3 separate regions of the Sus scrofa genome follow, and regions 2 and 3 are each linked to region 1. A link is a contact called in public HiChIP or PLAC-seq data. All regions are on one chromosome and are shown on one strand. Each heading gives the region's core, a stretch centred on a gene start, on an enhancer-like site or on the middle of the called end of the contact. The rest is flanking DNA. Distances are from core to core; before and after follow the strand shown. Region 1 holds the start of DCAF8 (DDB1 and CUL4 associated factor 8). Region 2 holds the start of ATP1A2 (ATPase Na+/K+ transporting subunit alpha 2). Region 3 holds the start of PIGM (GPI mannosyltransferase 1).

Region 1 (2,911 bases), core at 289-2,788:
AAAGCAAACGAATGAAGAGGGAGACACATTCATTTCTATGCTTAACTGGAGTCATTTGAAGATATACAGCAATAGTTTAGGACTTCAAGTCAAGAGGCCCAGAGCCAATTAAACTTGTAAACGTAATTTAACCAGAGCTGGAACAAAGCCAAGAACAATACCCTAACTCCTTGGGAAATTGTGGTAGGAATTTTATAATTTTAGTGGTCAGCACTTGGGCACCAGGGTAGGGTCTGTCTTGGACTGAGGAATTTAAATGCCTTCAACTCCTACTCACCTTTCCTCCTTTATCACTGAAGTAGGGCCAGGCTGAGCTCCTGAGAAAATAGGCCTGTAGATTCACTGAAGGACTAAGAAAAGTTAAAGTTTAAATGGCAAGGGTGCCTCTTCAACTAAACATAATAAAAACATATTTATGAATACATGTTAGTACTTTTTTAGACCTCCTCAGGACTATTTAGAAGCACGGTAATTTATGACTACTGAACAAGTAACTTACGTAGTTACAGAAATTAAATGAACCAGGCAAGTAATCTCCCAGCTCCACTAAAACGTAAGTCATTTAAAAGGAAAACCTGAATCTTTTCAACGCCAACCCATAACCAAACCTCTCAACAAGCCACAGAGCAGGGGGAAATCCCGGAGAGAACGTGATAGCGCTAGTGCCGGTTTGTTTACAGAGACTCCAGCAACAATCATATGAGTCAGAAATTCAAGCCACTAGATGCTTTCCAACTAACAGGGACCAAATGGGACCGTTCTACGGTGCCCTGAAAGATTTAGGGGTGAAGGGAATTACATTACAAGGGTACAGGAACAGACGGCAACAACTGACTCCAGGGTTCTTGGACCTCGGCCTTCCGTACAAGGTGCTGGGCCCGAGAACTCGGGATGGGGGAGGGGGCACACAGCGCGGTGGCCCTGAGATGACGGGGAAGCGCAGGGCAAGCCGCGTCCCCCAATCTAAAGGGGAAAAGCGCACACAAATGGGTCACCCGACAAGGCAAGACGTCCCCGTGGATTGCGGGGCATGCTCCTGGGGGCAGCCGTGGGGCTGACCTGCGAAAAGGACAGCCACTCCTCCCGGCGGTGACTCGGGTCAGAAGGAGCAGACCTGAGCCCTGGGAGCTCGAGAAAGCAGTCAAACCTATCTTAAAGGGGAACGGGGCAAGGGGGAGGGGGCCAGGCCAAGCCGGAACGAGACACGGACCGGGTAGGTCAAAGGGGGGGGGTGTCCGGCTGGGGCAGTTACAAGCACGGGAGCCGGCGAGACTCTGCAGCCCGCTTCCCGTCTTGGGTCATCCTTCTGCCAGCGGCTGCTCCGACTGTTCCAGGCCCAGCCGCCCCGTCCACTGCCGCCACCAACGCCGCCGCCATCTTACACTGGCCAGCGGCCGCCACCACCACCGCCTCCGCTCTCTGCGCTTGCGCCTGCGCTGCCACGCTTTCCGGCCCCGTTTGCGACGATGTGCTGGAGAAGACTGAGGGAAAAGTGGTCGCGCGAGCTCTCGGCTCCCAACCCTCCACCGAGGACGCATAGGGGGCGGGCCTAAGCCCAACGGAAAACGGAGCGGGCGGCGCGTGCGCATTACTGAGAAGGCGAAGTTGTTTTTGTACTGTTTGGAAGACTTCACGATCCTCGTGATACTTAAATAGAGTTAAAGGCCTTTCAGAGTTGTGGTTTAAATCAACTTCATTTCTGACGGGTTTGCAGGCAAACTCCTGGGCGACCTTCATGTTTGCCCTGTTTCTGAACAAGCAGTTTTCTCCAGATTTCTTCTGAAAACTCCATTTCCTTTGAGGATCTTAAGTGCTTGCTTTACCCTCGAGACCCATTTACCGCCCCCCCCCGCCCCGCCCCGAGCTTCCATTTACCCATTTTTAAAGAAGGGATTTAGAAGCTTGAGGTGCAGCTAAGCTATTCAAGAAGCTCTTTGAAGGGGGGTAGTGTGTCGAAGGTTCCAAAGACTGGGACAGATGATGTACCCTCTGCTTGTCTGACATCTGAAGGAAGCATGCAGGAGGCCCCTGAAAAAGTTACTCCCAGTTGCCGGGCCAGGGGCGTTTTGCCCAGAAGGCTAGGGTGTGAGGCCCCTGGTAACCTCCTCTACCGCTAACCATCCTATTATGTCATTATATATTACTTAGACTATTGCAAGAGATGCCTAGCTGGTTTGTCCACTTCCATCATTGCCCTACTAGTTAAATAAAGGACCCAGAGTGACCTTTTAAAACGTAAGCCAGGTCATAGTATTATGCTCAAAACCTCCGAAAGCTTCTCATTGTACATTAAAAATCTAAATGATCAAGAGGTTTTCCGAGGAAGGCCCTACACGACATGGCACTTATTTCTCCGATTTCATTTCCTCCCATACTACCTAGCTCTGCTCTAGCCTTACTGGTCTTCTTCTTGTCACTACAACCAAAGCATGGACAGCCTGAGGGCTTTTGTACTTGTTCCCTCTTCTTGGAATGTTCATCTACGGTATTTTTTACTAGACTCATTCTGTCCATTTAATTACATCTCTACCCAAAGGCTACTTCCTCAATCAGCTTTTAACTATTCCAACTAAAATGGTATCCTGCACTACCATCCTTCTCTGTCCTCTAACTCTGTACTTTTTCATAATTTTTTTACCATAACATTTAATCTATTATTACATTTTTATGGGAGATTTTTTTTTTTTTGGACCATATCTGTGGCATATGGAGGTGCCCAAGCTGGGGTCGATTCAGAGCTTTAGCTGCCAACCATAGCCATAGCCACAGCAATGAGGGATCCAAGCTGTGTCTGCGACCTACACTACAGCTCACTGCAAGGCCAGATCTCTGACCCACTGAGCAAGGCCAGGGATCAAAGCCGAACCCTTATGGATACTAGTCAGATTTGTTTCCGTAGCACCACAGCAGG
Region 2 (3,131 bases), core at 204-2,703, 160 kb before region 1:
ACAGCAACACCGGATCCTTAACCCACTGAGCGAGGCCAGGGATAGAACCCGCAACCTCATGGTTCCTAGTTGGATTTATTAACCACTGAGCCACGACGGGAATGCCACTCCCATGTTTCAGTGCAGAGAGGGCTCTTGTCTGTCTACCCTTCATCCTGCCTGAAGGAAGCAGTTGCCCTTCTTGTTGTTCTTGGCTCTGGTACATGTTAGGATACTGACCTCTATATGCCTCTTAGAAGCTCCGTAAGTGCCAGTCTTTGGGCTTCTCCCCCACCGACCCATCGACAGCCTAGAGTTCCTCAACAGTGTCTAAGAGGGTAATGTGTGTGTTCCCCCCGCCCCAATTACAAGGGTAAACTTGGGCAGTCCCTTCTGTGCCCCACCTGCCCTTCTGCCAGCCATCTCCCAGGTCTTGGGAGCCTTGACTCTGAAACTTTGCAAAGGCTACATCTGGAGGGCTTGGGAAGACTCTCTCCCCTCCATCTAGCAGACTTCATGCTGCTTCTTTTTTTTTTTTTTCTTTTTAGGACCACACCCACAACATATGGAAGTTCCCAGGCCAGGAGTTGAATCAGAGCTGCAGCTGCTGGTCTACACCACAGCCACAGCAACACGGATCTGAGCGGCATCTGTGACCTACACCACAATTCACAGCAATGCCGGATCCTTAACCCACTGAGTGAGGCCAGGGATCCAACCCGCATCCTCACAGAGACCATGTTGGGTCCTTAATCCACTGAGCCACAACGGGAACTCCCATGCTGCTTCTGGAGCTGCCTTTGGCTCTCATCAGGCTGCCAACCTCGAGAAGCCTCATACACAAGGGCCGCCCTGGGTTCTAGCACCACCTCTTCCTGGCTTCAGGGTTCCCACAGTCTTTACAGTGGAGAGAACGGTCTCTTGCTTCTTTCTCCGGGAAGTTAGATGTAGATGCAGGAGACCAGGTTCTAGTTCTGTTTTATCAGCTCAAATCTTGTTCATGTGCAGTCTCTCCGGGCCTCAGCTTCCCCATCGGGAAAGCAAGAGGCAGGGTCAGATCACATGGCCTCTGTTCTCTGGGATGCTGATGCTGTTGCCCAGGGCTCCCCCTCTGCCCTCCCTAAGGGGCATATCCCCCACCCCATACCGTATCTCCCCTCTCTCAGTAGTGGCTGCCATGGGCCAGGACTTGGAGGGTGAGGGGAGCGGAGGGGGAGCACTCGGTGGGACAAACGGACCTTCCTCAGGCCAGTTGCTTAAGGGGCGGGAGGGGAGGAGTCCTCAGAGATCCTGTTTCAACAAACGTTTCTTTCCCGAGGAGGGAAGGCGGGGGAGAGGGGGAGAGGGACCTATTTAAAGCTACCCTGTTGCTCACTGTCTCTGTCTGTCTGCCGGGGTCTCTGGCGCCCCAGACCGGTGGTGTGAGCTCGGGATCCTCCTGGTGACCTCTCCAGTCAAGGTCCCGCAGCCACTCTGCCCCAAGATGGGCCGTGGGGTGAGTATCCCTAAAGAGCAGGGCTGGCTCTGGAGGGAGCTGTGCGGCTCTCTGGATGATGAGGGAGGCTGGAAGGAAGGACAAAGTGGGGATGGGACCCAGAGGGAGGAGCGGTGGGCTGCTTTGAACTTGGAAGTATTGAGTCTCCCAGCCAGGACTATGTGCACAGACGGACAGTGGCACTTGCTTGCTCGCTCCCTGAGTGCTGAGTTCTTTACCACCGACCCCAGGACCAGCTCCGAAGCTCACCACCCCCCACCAGCATCCCCTCCAGCCCTCCCTCCACCCCTGCCTCATCTCCTCCCCACCAAACCCCCATGGTCCCTCCTCTCTCACCGTATCTCCTGGCCTCCCAGCGGAAGGTTATTTGGTACTGAGAATGCCCCCTGCCTTCGCCACCCTCTGAAAGTATCCATTCCTCCAGGAGTCCCAGCCTGAGAGGATGGGGGTCCAATTTGTGGTTGCAGAGAGGGCCAAGGGGCATCTGCTTCTGAGTCACCAAGCATTTCCAAACACCAGCTCTGGGAGAGAGGGGGGACCCTGGGTTCCAGGGACAGCTGGGAGCAGTGAGCAAAGGCAGAGAGCGATGTGCCCCCAGCCCCTGGTCCAACACCCCCACCCACCCACCCGGCGCTGTCCCCGGCAGCATTGTGCTCGGGCTTCAGGCCATGCGCTTTGAGGACTTTCCCAGAGGCTGGTGAGAGCTGCAGGCACCCCCCTCGGTCCACCCCAGCCTGTGGCATTCTGCAGCTCGGGATATGCCAAGGGGAAGATTAACAGCCACCGGGGATGGAGAGGGTGGGGGTGGCCAGGGCTGAGGCTTGGAATTCTTGGAAATGAAATTTCCATATGGAGAAAAGGGACCCAATCTCTTTACATCCCAAGCCTGGTGGCTTTCCTTTTGTGGAATGCTGGCAGAAGGGAGCCCCGGGAGGGTGCTGAGGAAAGAGGGTGCCCGTGGGGAGCTGTGGCGGAGTTTCTGGGCCCAGGAGGGGGTCATGCAAGGACATGGTGTCGCACTGAGTTTAGCAGCTGGGAAAACTCTGAGCCTGGACACCAGGGTTCCTGAGCTAGGGTGGGAGCTATAAATAGAACCGGTGTGTGTGTGTGTGTGTGTGTGTGTGTGTGTGTGTGTGTGACGTGTTCTCCATAGGCTGGAACTGATACAGATATCCACGGATGAGCACCTGTGTTTGTGTCTCAGCAGAAAAATTTGCAAACACGCAGGTCCTGGAGCAGGAGTGAGCAGAGACATCGCTGTGGGGGGGGGCTCATGAGGGTCTATGAAGAGTTGTCTCTGAGGTGTGGGCCTCACAGAGGAAGAGCTCACGACAGTGGGAAGATGTACTGTCTTGGGATCTTCGGCGGCACCTTGACATCTCTTGTTCCCCCCGGGGGAAAGGAAGCCCCCAACTGAAGCATGGACCTCTGACCCCTCTTCTCCCCCACCTTAGAACAGGGTGCACTCAGCTCAAGGGGTCCTGGAGAAGCAGTTTGACCTTGACTTCTTCAGGGGTCTATGCTTCTCCCCCAGCCTCCCTGAATCCCATTCCCACCTGTCCACCCCCAGTAGCAAGTCAGGGAGCAGGACTGCCTCTGTTCAGACTGAGAGGCTGCGGGGTATGGGTGCCCTTAGGGTTGGCGCTTGGAGTTCAAC
Region 3 (2,815 bases), core at 114-2,613, 250 kb before region 1:
GAACCATAACATTAGAAGGACCACAGCTCTTCTCCAAGACATCCTCACTAGTGGCATCACAAGGGGCAATAGGCAGAGGTACCAAAGAAAGTACTGGGAGGTGCAGACTTTGTTAAATGTCACAAAAATGGACGTATGTAGAAAACAACAAAAGACAAGGTCTCTGTAATACGCGAAAGACACTGCTAAAAGCAAGATTAACTGTGGCAGGAATGCAGCGATTCCCAGGGGAAAACTCCACTTGCTCTCTGCAGTCAAATACAGCATGTAGAAGTATGGAGAGAAGTTGTGGCGGATATCCCGTCTGGTCAGGTGATACAGGTAGGTGTGCTCCAAAAACTCCCAACCATATTTGTAGTAAAAACCGAAGCTCAGGGCAAAAAATGTAAGTCCAGCAACCGCTGCGAAGAGCAGCACAGCCCGATTACACAGCCTCTTCAGGAATTGGAACAAGCGAGCGTGGAAAGAATACCGGGATTGACGGAGGTCTTCTTCACGGTCGCGTTCCGGGAGTAAGTGGAGGGCTATGGGAAGGATATAGGTCACTGGATACATCTTCAAATGCACTGCGAAACCATAGAATACAGCGGCACGCGCGACGAATTTTTTTTCTATTAGGTACAAGGCCATAAGCACCAGGGAGGCGACGATCGAGTCCGCATTGCCTCGGCTGGACACCGCCATAGGTAGGGGGTTAAGAAGCCAAAAGACACAGTAACCGCAAGCCTGACGTTGGCCCAGCCCCTTAAGCAGCAGCAGACGGTATAAGAGGAAGGCGGTGAGGAGGTCGAAGCTGATGAAGAGAAACTTTCCAAAGAGTTCACTAACATAGATGTTGGGAGTGAGAAGCCACCCCAGCAGCGGTGTGTAACGGTAGGTCGCCCTCAGGTAAGGGGAGCGCCCTTCCGTCACGAAGCGCGCGGCGTCCGTGAAGACCTGGTAGTCGATGTCTGTGTACTTCACGAGCAGGGTCCGGTCCTGGAAGACCCCATAGAAAACCAGGGCCACTCGCGCAAGGAAGGCCACACCAAATACCCCGGAGGGGGACACCCGCAGGTTCAGGAACCACTCTCCCCAGTGCGTGGCCGAGCCCATGGTCTGACTGCACCACAGCAGCGCAGCCCCAAATCCAAACTGCCTTCAAAGGGACGTCTGACTCTGGCTTCCGTTCCTTGTCTCACACTATTCGTACATCTCCTACCAACTAGGCTGCTGAAACATCTCCTACAATCTCTTACCGAAACATCTGCCTAGCGACCACTTCCGACAGGAAGGCCCGCCCCCGTTTTGCTTCCGGTCGCACGGCGGGCGGTGGGTTTTCAGTGGCCTAGCGGGAGAATTACCTTCCTCTGGATTGGCTGTCTCCCTTCCGCTCGTCCTCCAGCGGGGGAGGGATTTCCGGTCCTTGAGAAAGACGACTTCCGCTTGCCGGGAGGGCAGGCGGGGGGTGGTGTTTTTACGGAGTTCCGCGAGCGTTATTTGTGAATGTCCCCTGCCCCTCACGCCTACTTCCTCAGCCCCAACTCCGTTTACAGACTGACCCCTGAAGCGGAGCGAGCTTCTAGCTGCATACCTCAGGCCTGGGCCGGAGACCCACGGGTGAAAAAACATGAGTGAAGAAAAAAAAAACCTGTTTGGTGTCTCATGCTTTACCTAGCCCTCTCTAGGGTAATCCTGGGGGGTGCGGGGAGGCGAGTTGTGGGCTATGAGGGGGCTGGGATAGGATGAATGGAAGGGGGTCCGGAGTGTATGCAATGTAGGGGACATACTTATAGGTTGATAATATTAGTTTTTTAATCTAAATTTGAATTCAGTTGGGCAGCCTGTATTTTAACCGGCTGCCCTTGGAGGGATGGGAAGGGAGAACAGGAATTTTCATAGAGTTCTTAAACTGCCATACCCTCAAGCCTCAGGGTCGTTCTATTTGCTATTCCTTCTGTAATCCTTGCCTTCCCCTCCCCTGTCGCTCCTTCAGGCCTCAACTGTTGACTCCTAAAAGCATATCCTGCTCTCAGCTCACTTTTTCATCACGCACTCAGATGCCATTCCTCCCCACTAACTGGGGGTAAACGGAAGAAGGTGGAGAGGCTGTCAGCTCACTCACGCAGACACCCCTGCCCAGTATATGTGGAGTCCTGTCCAGTGCCTGCTCTCCCACAGCTCCAAAATTCTCTTTTGGAATGAACATTCCTATATTATAATTTGTTACTGATAACTGATTTTTTTTGTTTCACTTTCCCAGTTTTCCATCAGGAGACGTTGAGTTCTTTGAGAGCAGAGATTATCTTGTTCTTTTCTGTACTTCAGGATGTAACACATGATCAGACTTGTAGTAGGCACTCAGCAAAACCTGAATTGATGTTTCGATTTTCCTCTTACCAGAATACCTCTGGAGTGGCATCCTTGGGGTGTTCCCAACTTTTCTCTTTCAAATATCCTTTATCTATCTCAAGTTCTGCCCTCTTCTCCAGTCCCCCTACTTCCATGAGTTTCTCACCAAGGACCTTAACCCATTAGCTCTTTCCCTTCTGTGGGCATTTATTCCATTTATAGTCTGCATTGTAGAATTGCTGTGTTTACTTAAGATTGTATTTGTAACCCTTTAAATAAGATTGTAAGGGTTTTGAGGTTAGGGATTATAGTTACCCTTAATTTTAGTTACTCATAACTGAATGTGCAGTGTTAGGCACATGGTAAATGTTCAATAAATACTGGCTGACTGACTTACTTGATTTTACACATTGATCCTTCTTCCTAGGGAAAGTCTTGTAGACCAGCATAAGGAGAGTAGATGACTCCATCCAGTTTGTACATT

Evidence for each region. HiChIP or PLAC-seq counts read pairs in DNA pulled down with a chosen protein or histone mark.
Region 2: a contact with region 1 is called in an H3K27ac HiChIP or PLAC-seq map of skeletal muscle. The contact joins the promoter of ATP1A2 here to the promoter of DCAF8 in region 1. A contact is called at or near these places in 2 of 5 promoter capture datasets (fetal liver and fetal skeletal muscle), 9 of 47 Hi-C or Micro-C datasets (embryonic fibroblasts, fetal heart ventricle, heart right ventricle and 5 more) and 2 of 2 datasets of contacts at active chromatin or transcription factors (alveolar macrophages and skeletal muscle).
Region 3: an H3K27ac HiChIP or PLAC-seq map of alveolar macrophages shows a contact between it and region 1. The contact joins the promoter of PIGM here to the promoter of DCAF8 in region 1. A contact is called at or near these places in 2 of 2 datasets of contacts at active chromatin or transcription factors (alveolar macrophages and skeletal muscle).

Annotation. Positions count from the first base shown.
Region 1 is chr4:90,213,545-90,216,455 of Sscrofa11.1, reverse strand. It overlaps DCAF8 (DDB1 and CUL4 associated factor 8), which reads right to left and starts at 1,538. Exons shown (of 13, transcript NM_001244434.1): 1 at 1,383-1,538.
Region 2 is chr4:90,369,227-90,372,357 of Sscrofa11.1, reverse strand. ATP1A2 (ATPase Na+/K+ transporting subunit alpha 2) reads left to right here and starts at 1,453. Exons shown (of 23, transcript NM_001171541.1): 1 at 1,453-1,474. The coding sequence starts at 1,463.
Region 3 is chr4:90,460,055-90,462,869 of Sscrofa11.1, reverse strand. PIGM (GPI mannosyltransferase 1) reads right to left here and starts at 1,363. Exons shown (of 1, transcript XM_003355104.4): 1 at 1-1,363. The coding sequence starts at 1,095.